Regions from separate parts of the Mus musculus genome. Here all the other regions are linked to region 1. The links are chromatin contacts, called in public HiChIP or PLAC-seq and promoter capture Hi-C maps. All regions are on one chromosome and are shown on one strand. The core of a region is the stretch at or near the end of the contact, and the rest is flanking DNA. Distances in the headings are between cores, read along the strand shown.

What was found. Promoter capture Hi-C pulls out the DNA fragments that hold promoters and counts their contacts. HiChIP or PLAC-seq counts read pairs in DNA pulled down with a chosen protein or histone mark.
Region 2: a promoter capture Hi-C map of trophoblast stem cells shows a contact between it and region 1, with 5 times the contacts expected there. The contact joins the promoter of 1700125H20Rik here to the promoter of 2610027K06Rik in region 1. A contact is called at or near these places in 8 of 39 promoter capture datasets (the 3T3-L1 cell line, the C10 cell line, cranial neural crest and 4 more), 1 of 15 datasets of contacts at CTCF or cohesin (embryonic stem cells), 19 of 484 Hi-C or Micro-C datasets (the G1E-ER4 cell line, the N1E-115 cell line, cerebellar granule neurons and 2 more), 7 of 115 datasets of contacts at active chromatin or transcription factors (embryonic stem cells, pancreatic cancer cells and stem cell-derived neural progenitor cells) and 1 of 9 other capture datasets (embryonic stem cells).
Region 3: an H3K27ac HiChIP or PLAC-seq map of extraembryonic endoderm stem cells shows a contact between it and region 1, with 7 times the contacts expected there. The contact joins the enhancer-like site here to the promoter of 2610027K06Rik in region 1. A contact is called at or near these places in 1 of 39 promoter capture datasets (embryonic stem cells), 14 of 484 Hi-C or Micro-C datasets (B cells, differentiating embryonic stem cells, embryonic stem cells and 1 more), 2 of 115 datasets of contacts at active chromatin or transcription factors (extraembryonic endoderm stem cells and stem cell-derived neural progenitor cells) and 1 of 9 other capture datasets (embryonic stem cells).
Region 4: an H3K27ac HiChIP or PLAC-seq map of embryonic stem cells shows a contact between it and region 1, with 4 times the contacts expected there. The contact joins the promoter of Ppm1d here to the promoter of 2610027K06Rik in region 1. A contact is called at or near these places in 9 of 39 promoter capture datasets (the 3T3-L1 cell line, the C10 cell line, cranial neural crest and 4 more), 1 of 15 datasets of contacts at CTCF or cohesin (pro-B cells), 2 of 484 Hi-C or Micro-C datasets (embryonic stem cells and muscle stem cells), 8 of 115 datasets of contacts at active chromatin or transcription factors (astrocytes, bone marrow-derived macrophages, cardiomyocytes and 4 more) and 2 of 9 other capture datasets (adipose tissue and liver).

The regions. Positions count from the first base shown.
Region 1 is chr11:85,829,562-85,835,108 of GRCm38.p6, reverse strand. 2610027K06Rik (RIKEN cDNA 2610027K06 gene) reads left to right here and starts at 2,721. Exons shown (of 5, transcript NR_077059.1): 1 at 2,721-2,941. It overlaps Tbx2 (T-box 2), which reads right to left and starts at 2,494. Exons shown (of 7, transcript NM_009324.2): 1 at 1,608-2,494; 2 at 222-489. The coding sequence starts at 2,002. RefSeq lists a promoter at 1,969-2,959 and an enhancer at 4,589-4,974.
Region 2 is chr11:85,168,501-85,174,047 of GRCm38.p6, reverse strand. It overlaps 1700125H20Rik (RIKEN cDNA 1700125H20 gene), which reads right to left and starts at 2,952. Exons shown (of 6, transcript NM_028589.1): 1 at 2,821-2,952; 2 at 1,113-1,214; 3 at 685-860; 4 at 1-31. The coding sequence starts at 2,871.
Region 3 is chr11:85,275,742-85,281,288 of GRCm38.p6, reverse strand. No RefSeq gene overlaps it. Among named protein-coding and RNA genes, the nearest start is that of Ppm1d, 33 kb to the left of the region's middle. Within about 2 kb of position 3,443, at least 40 of the 459 cell types and tissues checked have an H3K27ac peak or open chromatin away from gene starts, as enhancers often do. A contact at or near this core is called in extraembryonic endoderm stem cells, where this site is marked.
Region 4 is chr11:85,308,873-85,314,419 of GRCm38.p6, reverse strand. Ppm1d (protein phosphatase 1D magnesium-dependent, delta isoform) reads right to left here and starts at 3,166. Exons shown (of 6, transcript NM_016910.3): 1 at 2,497-3,166. The coding sequence starts at 2,947.

The sequences.
Region 1 (5,547 bases), core at 1,472-3,971:
CAGCCTGGAGCTTTCCACAAACAGTCGACATACTTTTCCTCAGGCTTGCAGAACAGGGCTCTGGAAGCCTAGGCCCAGTTTGCCTGGGCCACAGACAGGGGCACTGTGGGTGGGGGGTGTTCAACTAATGCTCCCCTCTAGAAATCCTCTAGCTTCCTTCTACCCACTCGACTGTGGGGGCCCCTGGGCTCTCAACACCTTCCCAACCTGCCCACACTCACAAAGCCATGCTTGTCAGAAATGTTGTTGGTCAGCTTCAGTTTGTGGAAGGCCACAGGCTTGGCCATCCACTGTTCCCCTGTGGCCGGACTGTCCGGGTGGATGTACATGCGTTTAGGCATCTCGGGGTCGGCTTTGCCTGCCACCATCCAGCGGGAGTTGTGAAACTTATAGCGGCAGTCATCGGCAGCCACGATGTCCATTAGCAGGATGTATTTGGCTTTCTTGTCCAGGCCGCTGACTCGCACCTTGAAGGGGGGGAACATCCGCCTCGGAGGGAGGGAAGGGGGACATGCCATTGGGACCCGGCTCTTTTTTGTCCCTTTACCTTCCCGACAATGACATGACATCCTACTTGAAGCTTCCCTATCTACATAATTTGTCACAATGTCCTCCACTTGTGCTGTGTTGCTACCTGGAAAGACCCAGCCTGTGCTTCTTACTCCCAAGACATCCTATTTCTGCCGGCCAGAGCCTGTTTTGTAAAGCTTTGGATGCGTTTTGCACTCAGTCTGGAGACCTTTCCTCCACTCTGATCTAAGATGAGGGTTGATGCCCAGGAAAGGAAACTAGGCCCTTTAGAGATACACTAGGCTTTTCTGAATTGCCTTGAAATTCGTAGAGAGGAAATAAACTCTTGGGACAGGGCTTGAAGAAATAAACTATCAAGGTCTTTGTCTGGGAGAAACGATTTAGAGGCTTAATCAGGGAACCCTAGCCTAGAATTTCGGGGGAACAGGGTGAACCTGAGGCCTGGACTTTCAGAGACTGGAGTGCTGGGAAGATTGGGGATTTTATTTTTCTTCTGGCTTTAAGGCCTCAAGAGGTGGCTGGTCCAGTGCTCCAAGCTCCAAGGACAAGCAAGACTCTCTCCAAGGCCTAGCTGTGGGCTGGACAACTCTCTGCCGGAACCAAGTGGTCAGCCTGGAGCTAGCAGGAGGCGGGATGCTAGTCCCACTATGGACTCCAGTGATCAGAGCGGAGAATCCGGGAAAGATCCCTTTTCTTAGGAACTTCCAGACCGTCCAGGAGACGGAAAAAACAAAAACAAAAACAAAACAAAACAAAACAAAACAAAACAAAAAAAAAACAGTGAGACCGCAAGGGGCTGTGGAGACCCGCCAGAGTCTCCGGGGCTTTGAGACTCAGAACAGTTGGGACTATTCTTTAGGAACGTGTTTTCGTTTTATTTCAATCGAGAGATGTTTGCTTTTCTTTTTCTTTTTTAATTCGCTCCGGAGCCAAACGGAAAAAAAAAAAAGTCAGCTTGCTTGTCTGTGGAAAGGAGTGTGGCGCCAGGGCCGGAGCGGGGGCAATCCGAGAGAGCATCGACCCAGTGGTGGTGGGTGCTGTGCGGTCCCCGAGCCCGCCCGCCCGGCCCGTCCTACCTCCCGGACTTGGTGATGACCATCTCGGTGCCCAGCTTGTGGAACTGGTCCCACAGCTCCTTGGCCTCCAGCGTCACCTTGGGGTCGTCCTCCACCTCGTCCTCGGGTTCCAGGCTCTTGAGCGAGCGCAGATGCGCGGCGGGCGGGTGCGGGCCGAGTGCCGAGACGTGCAGCCCCGCCTCGGCCGCCGCCGCCGCCGCTGCTGCCGCGGCCGCCGCCCCCGCCAGGCCCGGGTCCGGCAGAGGCTTGCCTAGCGCGCCGGGCGGCAGCGCTAGCGCCGGGAAGAAGGAGGGCTGCGCTGCCGCCAGGAAGGCGGACATGGGGAAGTCGGCGGGCCGTGGCGCGTGGAACGGGTGGTAAGCCATGGCGCTGGCTGCCAGCGCCGGCTCTCTCATCGGGACATCCGGCCCAGGCTCCTGGGAGCCGGGGCCGGGGCCGGGGGCGCGCGCCTCGGACCCCCGGCCCGGGCGGCGGCGCGCGCGGAGGACGGACGGCCCGGGCGGCGGGCGCGGCAGCGGCTTCTCCCGGCTCCCCGTCCCGCGCACCTCAAGGGGCGCAGGGCTCTGGACGCGGGGGCGGAGGGGGCGCTGCGCGGGGCTGGGCTGGGCTGGGCTGGGCTGGGCTGGCCGGCTCCGGCGCCGGGGACCACGCGCGACTGGTTAGATCTTGTCCTGATCTCTGGAAAACTGTGACTATCTCACATGTCCTGCCCTGTTCGGATCCCCTGCGCTAACGAGCCAGGCCCCCCTTGATTGCTGATTTTACGCTTTTTGGACCAATTGTGGGTCTCCGGGGGCGGGGTTTTGACAGCTCAGGCCAAGCTCTGGACGGGAGGGGAGGCCAGGGAGAAGGTGTCGGAAGCCTCAGCAGTAAGAAAACATGTCAACAGAATAAAATATTAACCAATGACGGGCCAGCGGGCCCCGAGACCCCTCCCCCTGGCCTGGCCCCCACCTCGCCGCCCGCGCCCGCCGCTGCCTGGGCGAGGGCTGGAAAGCGCAGAGGACCGATCTGACCCGCCGTAAGGGCCTGAGGCAGGGGGCGCCCGGGTCCCGGGGCCTTGGGGAAGGACCCCCTAGCCGCATGCCGGCCCCAAGTGCAAAGCATTGACACGTTCCGGAGAGGAGAGGGGGCGCCCTTTCCCTCCCGCGCCGGGAGGCCCGGCCGCTCTTGCCTGCGACCCAGCCTGGCCTCCCACCCCACTCCCGGTCACCGCCCCGGGTCCATGCACTTCAGAGGGAGGCTGCGGGCACTGGAAAGCGAGGCCGGTGGGCGGGCAAATCAGGAGGCTCGGGCGGCCGAGGTCCCGGAGCCGAATCAGGTGTCCGGAGCCGGTGAGTGGGGAGCCATGGCAGAACCCTGATGGGGCCGGCACGGGCGGGAACGGGACGCCGCCTTGCGCTGGGGAAACGAAGGGTCCCCACCCCCACCTGCTCCTCCCCTCGTAGACTCAGGAACCTGGGGTTCCAGAAGGGCCGGGCATTTAGCCTAAAGAAGGTCTGTGTCAGGTCACTAAGCCAAAACCTTCTGGCGAGTAGGAAAATGGATCCTTGGGACCAGGTAGGTGAGCGCACCTTCTACAGAGCCCAAGGCGGTGCCGCGCTAGTTGATCCTAGAACTCAGATTCTCCACACGCGCCAGAAGGAATTTTCGCCGCATCCGGTACTGGAGATGCAAGCCCATCTATCTCTTCCTAAACTCTGGCATCTTTTCTTCTCAGTCACTTCTCTAGAGATTGTTTCCGTCCCTTGGAAGCTCAAGGCTCCCTAGTTCAGGAAAGCTGAGTAATGCGGATGGGAATCGAGGTGTTTGCCAGCAAGTGTGAACACCCCCTTCGACGATCAGTCTTCGTTATCTCTCTGGCAACAGCCCCAATGCATCTTCCTCTCTCTCTCTCTCTCTCTCTCTCTCTCTCTCTCTCTCTCTCTCTCTCTCTCTCTCTCTCTCTTTCTCTCTCTCTCTCTCTCTCTCTGTGTGTGTGTGTGTGTAAAACCATAATCAGGTGTGCCCAGAGTAAAACGATCATACACTTGCCTGTTTAGGGTTGAGGCTCACACCCTTGTGCTTGTTGGGGAGGGGAAGCAGGGTGTGAACTAGCCACAGTGGATACTCCCACCCTCCCAACCAGTATAAGCGAATTCTGCCGCTCCAGCCCTATGTCCCCGTGGTAGGCACCTACCACGTAAGTGGCCCAGGCAGCTTGCCCCTCCGCTGCATACACCAGGTCTTCAGGCACTTGGTAGCTGACCGCCCAGAAAGGCGTTTAAAAGCTAGTTGCCCCCGGCAGTACGGGGTTGAGACCAGCAGGAGTCGTTTGGCCTCCACGACCTTTTTTCCTATACATCTGAGCCAACACCAGGCGCTTGTAATTCTTCATAACCCTGTGCGCGCCTGCCCCACTGGGTTTTTCTTCAGGACCTTACTCCTAGGTCGCTTTTCTCACTCTTTTCTCTGCCCACAGTGAACCTTCAGCTCTAGCTTCGCGGTGTTCGCAGCCGGTGAGAGATCCATTGCAGCTTTGCACTGCTTCCAATTCAGACAGGATGTGGCTCCTCCAGGAGAGATGTGTCTGAACACACTTGGACAGTTAGTGAGGTGAACAAGAAGTAGTCAGTTCAGCTTTCCGAGTTGGCAGGACATTTGCTAAGTTGTGTGTATGGGGACAGGCACTTTAGTACCTTGTAAAAATGTGTATGTATCGAAGTATGTATTTTGGTCATTTTCCTGGGTAGCATACAGTAGCTGGTCTACCCGTTTAGGCCTGAGAGTTAAAACATGAAGGTCTGAGTTATTGGTCCACGAAATCGGACAGCTGTCGCCCAGTGGCTACATTAGGGGATCTGAATCCCACCTATAGAGCTAAGGACCTGCGACTGGTCAGAGACGTTTTCAGGGCAGGTTGGGTTTCCACCAACAGCTCCAGCCACCCCCCCACCCCCACCCCCATCACGTAGTCACCTGGATGACCTGCTTTAGCCGCTCTTAAGATTCTTTATCGACCCATCCCCAACAAAATTTTCTTAGAATATCCTTGTAGCATCGAAAACTGGTGCTGGGGCGGCCTAAGCAGCCTCTCGAGCGGCGCCTTGCGGCTCGCAACTCCTGCTTCGCCCTACCCCCGCCTGGGTCTACCCCCACTCATCTCCCCTTCCCAGGAACAGGCGCCCCTGGGGGAGTCCCCTGGGCAGAGTGTGCGTGTCTCTTTAAGAGGCCCCGGGGGGCGCCTCGCGGGCCGCCCGGGGCTGGAGGGGGAGGGCACGGACGAGGGCGCCTGGCGCCAGGCGGCCGAGGCTCCACAACAAAGCTCCGGCCCCTGTCACTTCGCATCGGCCGGGACCCGCAGACGGGTGGGGGACGCGCGCTCAGCCGCCCCTCCCTCTCCCAGGCAGTTCTGGGCGGGGGCGTCGGGCAGGCGCTGGCTTCGTGGTCCCAGGCCCCTTTCACGTGGTCTGTAGTCTTAGCTTCCCGCAACAATCAAATCCAGCACCAGTAGCCTGGGCCGGAGGGGACTGCCCTCCCAAGCCTGGCAGGGCTGCCGGGTCCGTCTTTTGGCCGAGTTACATCGAGAATGGTCAAGAGATAAGGCTAAGTCCTCTCTCAAGAGTTGATCTCTAAATAGCATAGGTCCCTGCGGATGTCTGCATGCGTGAAGATTTGCCTGAGCCCTCATAGAATGGATGCGGGAAGGCTGGGGAATGTGTAGTCCTGTGGCAGAGTTGAGTGAGGGCACGTGAGCACCAATAACTGGGTACTAAGCGCGCCTTGACTTATAAATGTGCCCGGGAAAAGCTGGGGTGACATGTGTGGCCCTATGCTTAGGAAAAGTGGTCGGTAGAAGACACTAGGTGCATTCGTTGTTCCCATCCATGGCTTCTCCACCGGACCCGCGCCTTCCAGAGCCTTGGCGCCAGCTAGCCCGGTTAAGCAGTAGGGCTGGGCT
Region 2 (5,547 bases), core at 1,703-4,202, 660 kb after region 1:
TGAGAAGAGGGAGACAAACCGCCACAGCATTCTGCAGAGAGAAACCCGAGACCAGTGTGAGAGAGGCTGACTAGGACCCGTTCTTCCTAGGCACTGTCCTGTGACCAGGATCTACCTGGCAGAAATAGGCTACAAGGTGCTTCCTCCGTCTCAGGTTGAGGGGATAGGGATGGAGACCAGAACAGAAATACCATGTGCTGGTATCAAACACCTGCACACAGCAGCTCTTCATCTAAAGGTGAAAGGGCTCTTAGGAGAAGCTTAAAAATGTGTGTGTGTGTGTGTGTGTGTGTGTGTGTGTGTGTGTATCTGTCTGTCTGTCTGTCTGTCTGTCTGTCTGTCTGTCTGTCTATGTGTATGTCTGCCACAGTGCATGTGTGGAGGTCAGAGGACAACCAATAGGAGTGGATTTCTCCTTCTACCATGTGAGTATAAGGGATAGAACTCAGATAATCTGGCTTAGTAACAAATGCCTTACCCACTGAGGCACCTGGAGGTTCTTGGGAACGGCTTTTGTCTACTGTGTGTACAGCTAAGGTACAATCAGTGCTATCCTGACGGCTAGAGGGACCTATTTTTTAAACATCAGCTATCTCCCAGGATCTTAACCCTCTTCATGCCTGGAGAATCTTGACAATAGCATAATCTTGAATGGAGGTGGGATAAGGCTAGGAAGCTGCCTACTTTTTCCAGTGCTTGATCTCCCAGGCTCGGCAATAATGCTGCAGAAAGGTGTTAATATGGCCCCCTAGGGCCTCAAGGCTCTGCTTCGTATACTTTATCCTTTTCTTCTGGGGAAGGTCCTTGGGCAGGTTCAACTTTCGAAGGAACTTCTTCAGAGGCCTCAGGTATTCTTTACACTGAGAGGTCACAGGCAAGGTGAGGGGCTGAGGGGTGTGGAGGAAAGGCAGGTGGACAGACCCCAGTGCCTGACAAGTTGGCCTGACTACAGTTCTTAATGGACCACAAAGGGCTGTGTGCTCACAAGGCTCCAGTGGGTCCCCTCCCCATTTCCATCCTGACTGTGACAGATCAGGTGGTGGGAGAGGAGGGTCAGAAGCCTCCTGATCCCTCCCAGGCTAGGGGGACAAGGTTTCAGGCTGGCTCCTTACAATTTTGAAGGTATCCTGGCTCAGGCCCTTGGCATGACGGACCAGAGCATCTCCCGTGGGCACGGTGCTGGAGCTCCTCTCTAAACAGGGAACGCTCCCCACCTGGAAGGAGGGGCACAGTCAGAGAGGGGCTTGGGCCTGAGGACCAGTGCTGGGCAGATACTGGCAAATGACAACCAAGGCCTTCTTTATTTTCCCTATGATCTCTCTCTCTCTCTCTCTCTCTCCCTCCCTCTCTCAAAACATTGCCAGGTCAGTGAGTCTGGCCCAAAAGACCCCATCTTTGAAAACCTCTCCTTGGAAAACCTAAAATATTTTACCTATTTCTTTCATAATTATTCTTGGCTATACTGAGAAACATTGTAAAGCTCTTGATAAACATTTACTAATTTTCTTTTCCCACAAAGACTGTGAGGTTAGCTACCATTTCCTCTGGTTATAACTGAGAACTCCCAGGCACAGAAAGAATTCTGTGACTCCTCAGGGGGATGGGCAACAACCATGTTTCCTTTCTTTTCTTCTTCTTCTTCTTCTTTTTTTTTTTTTTTTTTTTTTTTTTTTTTTTTTTTTTTTTTGGTTTTTTGAGACACAGTTTCTCTGTGTAGCCCTGGCTGTCCTGGAACTCACTCTGTAGATCAGGCTGGCCTCGAACTCAGAGATCTGCCTGCCTTTGCCTCCTGAGTGCTGGGATTAAAGGTGTGTACCACCATGCCCGGCCCATGTCTCCTTTCATTTGGACATACCGAGGTGCCAGGCCAATGTCTATGCATCTCTAAATGTTAGCATCATGGCATGCATGAAGGGCACCCGGTAAAGGGTGGTGGTGGTAACAAGGGACTTGTGACACAAAGTGAAGCAAAGGGAACTGAAAACTAGTGGTGACAAAGGGTCTGAAATATTACTGATTTAGCACAGGATTATTAGACTGGTGTTAACTGGGTTTGAAACTTAAAGTTTCTTGTCTTTTTTCATTTTTGTTTGCTTGTGTTTTGGGATTTTTGTTTGTTGTTTAGGATTTTTTGTTTGCTTGCTTTTTTTCCTCCCCCAAACAATGAAACCACTTTCTCTGTGCAGCCCTAGCCGTCCTGGAACTCACTCTGTAGACCAGGCTGGTCTTGAATTCACAGAGCTCCATCTGCCTCTGCCTCCTAAGTGCTAGGGTTAAACTCACATTTTCAAAGCCTCTCAGAACAATTGGATTACTTGCCGTTGGAGTTCAGGAGAGGAAGAGCCACACTCAGAGCACTCTGAAGGGAAGCTAGGTAAAGTAGGTACAGGACAGGTTCCCCCCAACTGTAGAGAGTGGGGGACTTTGGCTAACTCCATAAACACAGCACATAACTGAACAGAGACCGTAACACATACGTGTGCTCACATGGACATGGGTAACCCTTTATAACTAATGATCAAATGGGACTTCTCACTGTCTTGACAGAAACACAGCTTTGATAAACACGTTTCCTACTTGCTTACCCCTGCTTTGCGGCTCTGGGGAGTCAAACCCAGGACTAGGGCAGGCAAGCTCTCTACTCCTGAGCTACACCCTGGCCCAACTGTCTGAAGGAATTGTGTTCTCTTGTTCTTTGGGGCTTTTGCCAACCCACATACTCCACCATTTTCTCATCTTGTCTCCTTCCTTGAATTTCATGTTCGTGGCTTTCCAAAACCAGCCCTTCCCTGGTTCCCTCACATCCCAGCCTCACTTCACCTTCTCTAGTGGCTTGTCTCCTTCACCCCCTTGCCAATCTGAGGCTTCCATCTCAACAGCTGGGTGGGCAGACACCAGGATAGCACAGTCTCAGGTTCCCCACAGACTTCTAACTTACTGCTTCTGTGACCTGAGTGCCCCAGGTAGTGGGCAGGTTGGCTCCAGAACTCGGAGCAAAACCATGGCAACTGCCAACACAGAGCTCAGGCCCCTCTCTACCCTGTTCACTCATGCCTCAGGGTGGCAGCCAACTATCTCCTTCAGCTGGGATCTGGACTAGGTAAGTCAGTGAGCCACGTGTGCTGTCCCCCCCACCCCACTTTTTTTTGGGGGGGTTGTGTGTCAGTGCTTACAGCTGACTAGGACCAAATGGCACACCTCTGGCCAGAAGCTATTGATTTTAAACCTCGGTAAAGTTTCTGAAGTAATTTTCCTGGATGGACACCACTCCGCAGTTATTCCGGAGGCTTATTGAGAGAGAAAGTGTGTGTATTGGGGGCGCGGGGGCGGGGAGGGGAGAGTTGTAACAGTCTTTTCCAGAACAAAGGACTAAAAGGTGTGCTGAAAGAGAGAATGGAATATAATAAATCTCTACTGAAATACACTGCTAGCGCCCTGTAGCCATCTAGTTAATAAATGATTGTGTGGAGTGATGTTTGGGTTGCTTTAAGGGCACTTACAAAAGTACCAGCTGGCATGTATTTCATTAATCTCACCAAAACCTTCCTGGGAGTAGGTGCCAAGTAGTGACCCTGTTTCATAATGAGCCTGGGTAGCCGAGGTCCTATCACTTGCCTTAAGTCAGTGGCCACTGAAACAGAAGTAAGGCTTTTGGTTGGATTCGGAGTGCTCTGGCTTCTCCAGCATGCCAGCGGGAGGCCGGGGCGACCGAGCAAACACTTATCAGCAGTGTCTTGAGCTGCAGGCATGGTTCCGGCTGATGGGTGCTCAGCCGCTCGGTCAGGACAAGCTTTGTCCCTAGCAGGGCACCAGCGCCCCCTCGTGTCTTTCCCCAGCTAGCGTAGCGAGTTGCCCGGTGTAAAAGACCGTTGCAGCTGCAGTTTATCCATTTAAGCCATGTTTCCCCTGGAACGCTGGGTTCCATCTCCAGGGCCTCTTGGATGTCGCTCAGTTTGATCATGTTCTCCCTATTCTTTGGTGGCCTCTGGGTCAGCCAATAGAACTTCCCTCTGTCCATCTAGCCTCACAGGTCAGGACATGGCAGCTCTTACCAGCTCCAAGGCTGGACAGGCCAGGAGACCCTGGGGTTTGGGGCGAGTTCCTTTTCTGTCCAGAAATAAACTATTCTCTGTACTATTATGTTTAGCAAATTGTGGAGAGGAGATGGGGACAATCAAAGTCCCTACTTCTCTGCTTCACTTTGGAAGACCTGCTCCCTGAGGATTATTTCACAGCTAAGGACAACCATGTTGGTAAGAGGAAGGCAAAAGAAAGCCTCCTAGACACTCTATAAAATTGTCAGTAAACAATGTGTTTGAAAATGTAGAACATGCATTACCTCTGTCCATCCTGGGGAGAGCCTTAAGGAGAAAAAAATTGACAATAGTGGCATTCTGAAGATGTCACTAGGATAAATAAAATGTTATGTCACATATCTGTCCCCCGTGTCCAAGTGCTATTCTACGCCTAAAGCTCCTGAGCTGAGAGCAGCAGCATGTGCACACGGTTCCGTTTTTGAATATGCACTAAAAAGGTGTTGGAGTATATGCTCCAAAAGCCCCCAGGGGATGGCCCTCATTCTGCTTCCTCTGTCCTGCTGCTAAGCTGGCCAGGGCGGGACCTTGTAATAGTCGTGTCCAGGAAGGCACAAGACCTAGGACTGTTGTAAGGTCAAGGCCAGTCTGGACAACACAGCACAATTTTGTCTCAAAAAACAAAACTTAAAAATGTATTATGAAGAGACAGTGGAAAGACTGGAGTGGGAGGACAAACTAGGAGGGGGATAGTTGGCAGAGTGCTTTCTTATCACGCAGAATGTCCTGGGTTTCATGCCCAGCACTACAGAAACCAGACGCACATGCCTGTAATCTCAGCATTCTGGAGAAGGGAGAAGACTATTACAAGTTCAAGTCCAGCCTGGCCTATTGTCAGTACAGATTCAGTTTTAGTCACCCAGACTACATGGATATTCTGTCTCAACAAATAAACAAACAAACAAACAAAACCCCAAACCCCCAAAATTGTCACATACATCATCCAAAAGTGGCATGAGATATGAAATAACACTGAAAAAAATTTTAAAAAGATTTGAATAAACACATACATGTGTATATTACTTGTATATACACACACCTACATTTGAAAAAGAAACAGATGTTTTAAAAACAAAAGGCTTAGCTATTCTGGTCTCTTCATTCACTCTCTTCTCCAACCCCTTTCACTCCAAAAGCCTCCAGTAAGTCCCAAGCTCTGCATGGCTGCCCTATTTACATGATGGCTTACTCTCAAGCCTGGGGAGTAGCCTGAACCGACAATTGATAACAGCCAGAGAAGTGGCTCAAATACAACTGTAAGTAAAACCAAACACAAATCCATTGCTTTTGGGAAACATTCAAAATTCAATTGGTCAGAATAAAATTTTTCTGTAGGGCAAGTTAACTCATCTAACAGTGTTATTCATTGCAACATATATTTCTAAAAGCTATAAATCATGGGATAGTGAGATGGTTCAGTGGATAAGGGCTTTGCCTCCAAGTGTGATGACAG
Region 3 (5,547 bases), core at 2,194-4,693, 550 kb after region 1:
GGTGGTGCTGAGGATCAAGCCTCTTTGTCTTTGTCACTGAGCTGCACCGACCCCAGCCCCTCTCCCTCTTCTCGTTTCTTCTCTTCTATTTGCTTGTTTGTGTTTTCATTTGTTTTATCCAGATCCCATCTCCCTCACTCTCGTGTGAGTTTCTGGGCCTGGCCTTTACCCTTTTCTGTTTTTGAGGCAGGGTCTTCATACTGAGCTCAAGCTGGCTTTGGACTCACAGCAATCCTCCTGCTTCAGCGTCCCAAGCACTGCACCACTCCAGACTTCTTTCCTCCCTCCCTCCCTTCCTTCCTTCCTTCCTCTTCCTTCCTCCCTTCCTCCCTCCCTCCCCCTCCCTTCCTTCCTTCCTTCCTTCCTTCCTTCCTTCCTTCCTTCCGGGGATAACCTCAGATCTCAGAACCTTCAGCTTCCAAGGTCCTGGGATTACAAGTGTGTCTTCCTTCAGTTTAGACAGAGTTTAAATGGAAGCAATGGTTAGAAAGCAATGGACCACACACATAGCAGTGGCTTGGCAGTGATTGGTGAGGGACGGATGAGGTCAGGAATTAAAATGTGCACTGCAAGGACAACATGAGAAACACAGGGGTGTGTTGTGTGGCCTCTGAGGAGTCTAGGGATCTTTGGCTCCTAGTTTCTTCGTCTTTGAGAACCAGGGATCCCCAGGTATCTTGGTTGCTTTTCTGGTGCCATGGTAAAATGAAGGGTTTGTTTTGACTCATAATTCAAAACTCTCTAGTCCGTCTCTGGGAAAGTGACGCTGGCAGGAGCTTGTGGTAGCTGGTCACACTGCTTCCGAAGCCAAGAGGCAGAGAGGGATGAGAACATGCCTTCGGCTTTCTCCTTTGTCTACCCAGGAAGGGCACTGCCTAGTTTTAGATTTCTGTCCTCCCACCTCAAGGACCCTATGTCAGCACACACTCTCACAGGCGCCCAAAGAGGCTAAATAGTTCCTTGAAGGGATGCTTCTAGGCTTTACTCCTGGAGAGGGGTTGGGGATTCCAGATCAGTCAAGTTGCTAATTAACACTAGCCACCCTGCCAGGTTGATCTTTAAGCCATGTGCAGCTATTCGAGTGGAGTCTAACATATGTACGCCTTGTAGAACCAGCCCAGAAAACTTCTGCTTGGATTCTGTTGACCAGCTCTTAATCACATGACCATATCTAATTTACAGAAAGCTAAGAAATTAATTCATTTGTCCAAGTGGGCCATATGCTCAGATTAAGACCTTTGTTGCTCTCTGAAAAGGCTGGCAATGTATGCTAAACCTCTCAGATGGTATAAACAAAATGGAACCTGTTATTCTGATTCCTGAGTGTCCCATGGAACTTAGGGGTCAGGAAGCCAACCATGCTCAATGAGAACCTTGACAGGACTGGTCAGGGACTAAGGAAGTTACTCTCCTCGTCTTTTTAGGCGCATGGAAAGTCTCAACTATGCCATCCTTGGCAGACTAGGTTTTGCTTGCCCGTTGGCTCACATCCATCCACTCAGCAAGTATTTACTGAACACCTCCTGTGGGCTAGGACTTTTCCAGGCACTGGGAGGAGAGAGGGAGGGAATCAGACAAAAATTACATGTCTGAGTCCCTGGAGCCTTCCGGTCCTTTCAATTCCAAAGACTTGTCCCATCTGAATTTCCTATTTCTGCTTCTCAATCTAGCTCCTCAATAGGAGAGTCTGGTGCTACAACCAGCTACAAGGTTTAGGTTGGGGTTATTCCAGCTCCTGACCTAGAAACAGCTCCAGGGCCCACTGTGCCGCAGGTGACGGAAAGGTTGCTGTACCCCAGCAAAATAGTCTCTTCTTCTGTGCTCCAGGGACCCCTCAGCTGTGCAGAGATGTTGGTAAGATATCAGGTGGACTCAGAGAGCTGGGTTATCCTGACAGTGGTGACAGTCCTGGCCCCCATGCTGAATTTGGAGAAGGAAAGAGTTAAAGCCAGCATCCTCTGGGGAAACTAAGGCAGAGAGCCAAGGAGTGTGAGTGCAACATCCCTCTGAAAAGAGGGACACAAAAGAACACAAGGCACCCAGAGACAGGGAGACAAGTCAGGAAGCTGGATTAGTGAAGATGGAATCTAGAGGAAGCCCAGCAGTGGGGCTGGTAGGGCCATCGATCCAGTGACACTATCAGAATGCGTCTTTCTTCATCCAGTGTCAAGTGTCACCTATAGCACCAACACTAGGTGCCTCTCCAGGTAGGGTGAGAGAAACAGCCCCTCAGCTTGCTCACTTGCTATCTATCTATCTATCTATCTATCTATCTATCTATCTATCTTCTGTCCCTGTCTCTCTTTCCTTCCTTTCTCCTTTCTTTCTTCGGTTTTTTTGAGGCCCTGGCTATCCTAGAACTCTCTCTCTCTCTGTAGAGCAAGATGGCCTCGAACTCACAGACATCCACCTGCCTCTGCCTCTGCCTCCCAAGTGCTGGAATTAAAGGCATGAACCACCACCTCCTGCCCCACCCCCAGCTCTTTCTAAAGTAAAGAACTTTCTTAGAAACCCTTACCAAGCCCGTGTGTCTGCAAGCTAGTCAAATGGATTCTTTCTGTTTTTCTGCAGTATTGGAAAGAGAATCCCGGACCTCACATGTGGACAGCAAGGGCTCTGTCTCTAAGCTACATTCTCAAGCCACATCTTTTGTTTGTTTGCTTCTCTCTCTCTCTCTCTCTCTCTCTCTCTCTCTCTCTCTCTCTCTCTTGACCTGGATGTCCTCACACTCAGAGATTCACCTACCTAGTGGTGGAATCAAGGGCGTGCACCACCACTGCCTGGCTTCAACCCACATCTTAAAGCCAACAGTTCTCAACTACAGGCAGTGTTTTCCCCAAAGGGACAATTAGCAACATCTAGAGACAGCACTGGCTGTCAAAATTGGGAGAAACAGCTACTGACTGGCATCTAGTGGGTAGATGCTGGAGTTACTGCTAAACATGGTTGAGTGCAGGGGCAATCTCCCACAGTGGAGAGAGGATGGATACTGAGGCTAGAAAATGGATTTTGATAGTAAACCTTCTCTCTGTTGTGGCCTCCCACAGGATAAGACCCTGGGTGAAACCAGAAGTTGGTCATGAGTGTCTAGAAAGGCAGAAAAAAATGTCCTTCTCAAAGCCAGAGGAAGATTCTCAGAAGCACACATGATTGAGAGTGTGGAGTGATACAAAGAGAACTCATCATCTGAAATCACCCATTCTGGGGCTGTGGCTCAGCGGTAGAGGACTTATCTAGCATGCACTAAGGCCCTGGGTTCAGCTCCCCACAGCACTGCAGAAGGCAGCAATATCATCCAGTGAATGCATCCAAAAGGGATACAACTTATCTTTTACCCAGGATGTTCCAGGAGAGCAGCGCTGATGAATCATAGATGAGGAAGTGAGGTCTGTGGTAAGTGACAAGGAACAGGCTGTGATTCCAACACAGGCATGTCCTGTGGGACCCGTGTCTGTGAACAGGAGAAGGGCAGTAAAGGGCTGTTCTAGGAGAGCAGTGCGGATGAATCATAGGTGAGGAAGTGAGGTCTGTGGTAAGTGACAAGGAACAGGCTGTGATTCCAACACGGGTAGGTCCTGTGGGACCCATGTCTGTGAACAGGAGGGCAGTAAAGGGCGACCAGAACAGAGACTGTTCTTAATTATGTGCATGTGTGCACTTGTGTGCTGGTATGTGAAGGTGAGTGTGCGTGCACATGTTCTCGGAGCCCAGACAAAAGTGGCAGATCACCCTGGAGTCGGAGTCGGACTTAGAGCCATTTGTGAGCTACCCAATGTGGTTACAGGGAACCCATTTGGGTCCCACGAGTCCTCTTAATCCCTGAGCTGTCTCTCCAGCCCAGCGGCCATCTTTTAAAATTGCTGAAATACACAGAAGATGGAGAACAATAAAAAAACAGAGAAGGAAAGTATGGGGTGGACCCCGAGAAAAGCCTTTTATATAAAATGCTATAAAGCATCTGGGAACCTTGACCCCATCAAGGACTCCCCCTGGGTGCAGATTCTGACTCATTAGGTCTTGAGGAAGAGTACCCAAGACCTGCTGTGTCTTTCCACTTGAAAGGGAGCCTTGTGGTGCTTCGCTCAAACTCACTGCACTCCCGTGATCTTGCTTTAACTCACCTCCCAGCTGGAGCCTTCAGGAATGCAGCACCATTCTCACCACCATAACTACATTCCTGTCTGTATGTTATCTGATACAAGAGTTTGCTGTGGAGCTTAGGCCTTGAGCTCACAATGCCCCTGTCTCAGCCTCCTGAGTACTGAGATTGTAGGTATGCACCACAGTATCTGGCTCACAGTCTTTGTTGCTTTGTTTGGGAGGCAGGGTCTCCTACAGCCCAGGCTGGTCTCAAACTGTCTTTAAACTTACTGCGGAGCCAAGGCCAGCCTTGAAATCATGGTAGTTTTCCTTCTAAGTGGTAGAAGTATTCCAATGAGCCTCCACCATGCCAGCTGTGTCTATGCTATGTGTATGTTATTACCCTCCTCCTCCCCCCTCCCCCTGCCCCTCCTCCTCTTCTTCCTCCCTCCTCCCTCTTCTTTTTTCCTGGTAGGGACTGCCCTTGGAGCCTTATACATGCTATGCAAGGCCCCAACCATTCGTCTATATCTCCAGTCCTGTATTTTTTCTATCTGTCTCAGAATCGCAGACCACTTGTAGCCTCATTATTTGTGTCTGTCTGGAAGAACAAAGCTACAGTGAGTCAACAAACAGCATCCCAGAAGGCCTAGCAGCTGCAGGTTATGTTTTTATTTTTTTAATTTTACTTTTTGTGCCTACGAGTTAAGAACAGTTTTTGTATCTTTAACATATTACATTTTAAAACACGTGGATAGCTACACAGGAACCCTGTTTGTGCCTGTTGACCCACAAAACCTAAGCTATTCACCTATTTTTCCTTATAAAAATTACGTTTCCATTTCCTGATTAGATTGGTACGATAACTATAAACACTCTGGGTTTGTTTTCCAGGGCCTCTCACGCTGACCTGAATGCGGACGGAGTCTTTCATTACATAGCCTGTAATAACCAGTTCACCAATTCACCGTCCTACACAGAGTTCAAAGGAAACCAGAGGCATGGGTCACCACCTCTGGAAGTTTGCCAGTGTGGTCTTCTTCTGATTGTTTGTTCAAATCGCTGGTCTATTTGGGGGGAGTGGAGAGACTCACACACCTGCAATCCCAGCACTTAGGTAGTAGAGACAGAAAGAGTACATGAGTTCAACTCCAGTTCTGGGACTGCCAGAGCTACCGAAGAACTTGGGGGTTTTTGGGGGGGGGGCGTGGGAGGGAGGTGAGACAGGGTTTCTCTGTATAGCCCTGGCTGTCCTAGAACTCACTTTGTAGACCAGGCTGGCCTTGAATTCAGAAATCCGCCTGCCTCTGCCTCCCAAGTGCTGGGATCTCATTACAGATGGTTGTGAGCCACCATGTGGTTGCTGGGATTTGAACTCAGGACCTCCAGAAGAGCAGTCAGTGCTCTTACCTGTTGAGCCATCCCTCTAGCCTGGAGAACTTGTTTTGATAAATAAATGAATAAAGA
Region 4 (5,547 bases), core at 1,917-4,416, 520 kb after region 1:
CTGCCTCCCATTGGTTAGTATTAAAGACATGAGCCACCATGCCAATCAAAAGTGAAATATGTTAATGTGCCTTGGAAAAGGTGTCTTGTCAAAGATGACAGAAAAAAAAATGCTAATTAACACAAGTGCAGAGGGAGGGTGAACAGGGACTGAAAGGACCTTGGCCTGAGGATGGATGACAGGCTGCAAACGCTAACTCTGTTTAATTGGTAGAAAATCAAGAGCTGAACAAAAATTAAGAGCTGCAATTTTTTTAATTTGTATTTCCTATATCATGGTTCTCAAAATACTTTAATTCTTTTAAATCTAAGTTTTGAATATGGCGTTCATTTAAGGTTTCACTCAGTAAAAAAAAAAAAGCATGACTCAAAAAGTATTTGTATGTAGGGCTGGAGAGGTGGCACACAGGGTTAGAGCATGGTCTCTTCTAAAGTACCCAAGTGCCAAGAGCTCAGTCCCCAGACACCACAGCCCACATCCCACAACCACCTGTATTGTAACCTTAGCCTTCAGGAGAGCTCACGTCTCTGATTTTTTTTTGGGGGGGGGGGCATCTGCACTCACATGCATACATCCACACATAATTTAAAAATACAAATGTCTTTTGAAGCTTTTGAAGTATGTGCATGTATAAAAACACATTTAAATTAACAGCATGACCCCTGCTTTATTAAAGGGACGCTCGGGCATCACAGAGGTAGGGCTTGTGCTTATGTGAGAGACCCTGTGTTCAATTCAACACCAGCACAAGTCAGGTTAAAATAAACCAAATATAAAGTTCAAACTGCTGCTTCCCTTTGTGATAGTCTACCTTGCTGTCCTGGCCCTGAACTTGCACCGGTCCTCCTGGCCTGCCACCCAAGTGCTAGGATTACCAGCATTAGCTACCACACTTCAATATGAAGGGTCAATCTTTTTTTTCCCCCCCTTTAAAGAAAGGGTCTCTTTACTAGGCATGGCTGTCCTTGAAACTCTCTCTGTAGAGTAGACCAGGCTGGCCTCAAACTCAGAGATATCTGCCTACCTTGGCCTCTCAAGGACTAGTATTAAAGGCATGTACCACCACACCTAGCTAAAGTTCAACTATTAAAGGCTTTTGATTTTTAAAGCATATGGGAAATTCATATGCCCCAAGTGTACTGCAAAATAAATGAACTCTGTAATAGGTCTTTGTGTCTAATCTTAATCTTCTTTGTCTCCCTATCCACTTTTAATTCCTCTTCAGCCAATAATATAATGCATTTCTAGAATAAACTACAATGCTTTCAAGCTCTACTCAGCCCACACGAAAACAAAATAAATCCATGATAGGGGCCCAAGGGATTTGCTGGGACCTGCCTCCAAAACCCTCAGTGGCTGGTCTTCAAGTCAATCAAATACTTGGCAAAAGGCCCAACAGATGGAAAACAGATTTGAAACCAGCTAGCCTATACTGTATGACAATGCCTTTCTAAAAATACTGTGTATTTTACAAATCTGTAACAGCACTGAGTCTCTGTCTCTTTAATGAAAATAGAGTGACTTTCTTACACCACTATAAACGAAGGGTTTTTAGTGGCAGGAACATAAATTCTTTTCTGTAACAAAAATATGCACCATATACCCAGGGCAAAATAAGCAGCCATATAACCCTCGGGCATTTCTGTTATCTACAGAAGTACTGTCTGTCTCAGAGAGATTCAAAATTTAGATGGGACTACAATCACACTTAACTTTTAGGAATTAAAATACCTGTTACCAAAAACTACTTTGATGAGTAGTGACATGAGTGCTTTTCAGTATGAACTTTTGGAAAACTGAATGCAATTCTAAGTATCCCACACACACACACCAAGAAGTTAACACATGCCCCTAACATGGAGCCAATTTAATATTTAACACGTTGCACACCTTTCTCATAAACAATTCAAGGGATTACCCCAAAACACTATCACAAAAGTAAGTTGCCTATGTTACACTTCAGCCCTTCTAAATTGACTTACATCGAGCCAGAGCCATTCAGGTCAATCTGAAGAAGTGACACCACCGGTAGGAGGCAACCAAGAGGAACAAGCCCAACAAGAACAAAATTATGACAGATGCTAAGGGAACGCTCCAATTCTTGCCACCTCCTGCTTCTTTCACCTAGCCCGTGTAGAAACGTTTCTTAAATTTATCCCTCGGTTACAATCTGGCGCCGGCATTCAAACACTTCTGAGCGTGCTGCTACCAAAGTGAATTAGCGAAGGGAGAGGGGAGACTGTTGCCCCCTGATCGTAGGAGGGAGGAGATAATGCAAGGAGCGGTTGCTGGGAGACAAGCCATCCTAGCGTTTCCGAGGCCACTCGGTGTGCCTAGAACTCCAACCATGACAGTCTTCACTCGCATCCCTTGTTGGACAGCGTCGCTTGATGGATAGCGCTCTTGGTACCGGGGAGGCCCACGCGGTGCTGATGCTATAAAAAGCCCAGGGGGATAAGGGGAGAAAAGAAAAAAAGAGGCGGGCGGGGAACTTACCCAGTTTCTTCCACATGGCGAGGTGACAGGCGAGGAAACCTTTGCGGATGGCAGCGCACACCTTGGCGGGCTCGGACGAGGTGAAGCCTTTCTGCTTCTTGATGAAACCCCACAAGTGCTCCCGGGCAAACTGTGCCGCCTCCCGACCGCCGTGCCCGTCGCACACTGCAAAGAAGGCCACCGAAGAGCGGCGGCGACAGCAGCGGCCAGCGGGTAGCGAGGCCGCGGCGTCCGGGGCAGGGTCGCGGGCCGCCGCCGGGCCTTTTTCCGATGGCCCGACGCCGGCGAGAGTGGGGGTCGCCGGCAACCCGAGCGCCCGCCGCGGTACCGGCGCCGGCTTGTCCTCCGCAGCCGGCTCGGGCTCCACCACGATCTGAGTTACGTCCTCCATGTACTTCCTCCCGCCCTGGTCCGAGAAGACGCTCACTCCCAGCGAGTACAGCCCCGCCATGGCCGGCTGCCCGGGATCCCGCCGTTCCCACGCAGCCCGCCGAATTCCGAGGCGGGAGACACACTCGCCGCTCGCCGGCCAACTATTGTTTATCTTCGACGAAGCCGAGAGTGAAGAGGAGGCGGTCCCCGCGGCGGTGGGGGGGGGCGCGTGATGTCGGGACTTGTCCGCGAGAGCTGGGCCGGTCGAGTCGCGGGCGAGAGGAGCCGAGCAGCTGCGCCTGCGCACTGAACTCGCTCCCCGCCCGCCCGCGCCCACCATACAAATCAGACGTTCTTTCCCCCCCTTTCTCCTGATGACGTCACTCGGCTCGCTGAGACAGACCAATCAGGAGTCAAGAAGAGCAAGCTCGCCCCCGCCCTCCTTCCACCCCCGCATCTCTCTGCAACCGCTGATCTCGCTCGGCCCGCCGACCGGGGGAGCGCGCTCCTTGCCCGGTTTGTTTTCTCCAGCCTAGGGCTTCTGTACCCTGGGGGTTTTCCGCTGTTACTAAGCGGCTGAAGCCTCAACCTGTCATCTTTTTTTCCCCTTAAATCCCTAACGTGAGACTTCTGGCTTTTCCCCTTTGGTCCTTTTGCAGAGCCAGTTTTGCCTCCCGCGATTGTGGAAAATTTGCAGAGGTCAAAGGTAGACTTGACCTTCCACTTATTTCAAGCGAAATGGCGCGAAAATGCCCTGCAAAGTCGTTGGTCCGTGCGCTAGACCAGCGTAGCACGCGTGAACTGGCTTGGGTGGGACTTGTCCGGCTGGGAGTTAAGGGAAGCAGTCGGGTTTACTTAAGAAGACTTGGAATTTTCCACCGCCAGTTGCACAGCCCTGTTTTCCGCGATAACGTTAGGTCGGAGACCTGTCGGCGAGTTTAATTCCTAACACTTTACAGCCCTTTTTTTTTTTTAAGTATTTTGCATATTTCTTCCTCTTTTCAGCGTCGTTAATACTTTTTCGGACTCGTCTTGAATACAGCTATTACTGCAGAATCTAAGTTACCGTTTGGAAAAGGAGCATACAACAGGATCTCCATGCCCTAAAGACACGGTTATTTCCCTCCGTTCACAGAAGTTGACAGTCCCAACAACAAAATGAATGCTTTTAGACTGATTTCCACGAAATTGAAATAAGTTCTCGAGTGATCAACTTAATATTTTCTTAGCACCATATTCTTTTGAGGGAGTCAACGTGTTCCTTTATTATTTTCTGTACAGCCTTTGAGATTTCACAAAAAGCGTAATGGAAACTTATTTACAGCAGCATGGGAAATGCAAACAACAAGGAAAGGCTTTATGCTGGCCTGCCTTTCAACAACAGTTTCTATACCTCCCAAGACAATTCCTTTTAAAATTGTCATTAAATATTTATTTCATTTTCATTATGTGTGTATCTCTGTGGATGTTGTGTGGAGTCCCAACCCTCCGCCTACAACTGGAGTTACAGGTGGTTGTGAGCCAGATAGGCGCTCCAAACCAAAAAGCAGTGCAGGCTCTTAACCACTGAGCCATCTCTCCACTCCCCTAAAACAGCATTCTGAAATAACTGGGCCTTAACTTTTTTTAATTACTTTTTTTTTATGTACATTGGTGTTTTGCCTGTATGTGTGAGGGAGTCAGATTTCCTGGAACAGAAGTTACATACAGTTGTGAGCTGCCTTGTAGGTGCTGAAAATTGAACCTGGGTCCTCTGGAAATCCAGCCAGTGCTTCCAACCACCATCTATCTCCCCGGTCCCTTTAACAGTTTTTTTTCCCCATTTTTTATTAGGTATTTAGCTCATTTACATTTCCAATGCTATACCAAAAGTCCCCCTACCCACCCACCCCCACTCCCCTACGCACCCACTCCCCCTTTTTGGCCCTGGCGTTCCCCTGTACTGGGGCATATAAAGTTTGCGTGTCCAATGGGCCTCTCTTTCCAGTGATGGCCGACTATGCCATCTTTTGATACATATGCAGCTAGAGTCAAGAGCTCTGGGGTACTGGTTAGTTCATAATGTTGTTCCACCTATAGGGTTGCAGATCCCTTTAGCTCCTTGGGTACTTTCTCTAGCTCCTCCATTGGGAGCCCTGTGATCCATCCATTAGCTGACTGTGAGCATCCACTTCTGTGTTTGCTAGGCCCCGGCATAGTCTCACAAGAGACAGCTACATCTGGGTCCTTTCGATAAAATCTTGCTAGTGTATGCAATGGTGTCAGCGTTTGGATGCTGATTATGGGGTGGATCCCTGGATATGGCAGTCTCTACATGGTCCATCCTTTCGTCTCCCTTTAACAGTTTTTAATTCATTTATTTGTTAGAATTGAACAGAACCCTTAACATGTTTAGCAATTATTGGAGCAATTTTGTGTTTTGGGGTGTGGGGGAGATGTTGAGACAGGGTTTCTCTGTGTAGTCCTAGTAGACCAGGATGGCCTCGAAGTCAGATCTGCCTGCTCAGCCCCTGGAGTACTAGAATTAAAAGCCTGTGCCAACACTGACCAGCAGGGGCAACTATTTTAAACTACAATTTTAAGACATCTCACAGTGTAGCCCTGGCAACGATAGAGTCCTGGCAGGTTTTAAACTCATTGCTTCCAGAGTGCAGGGAATAAAGGGGTGTGACACACCTA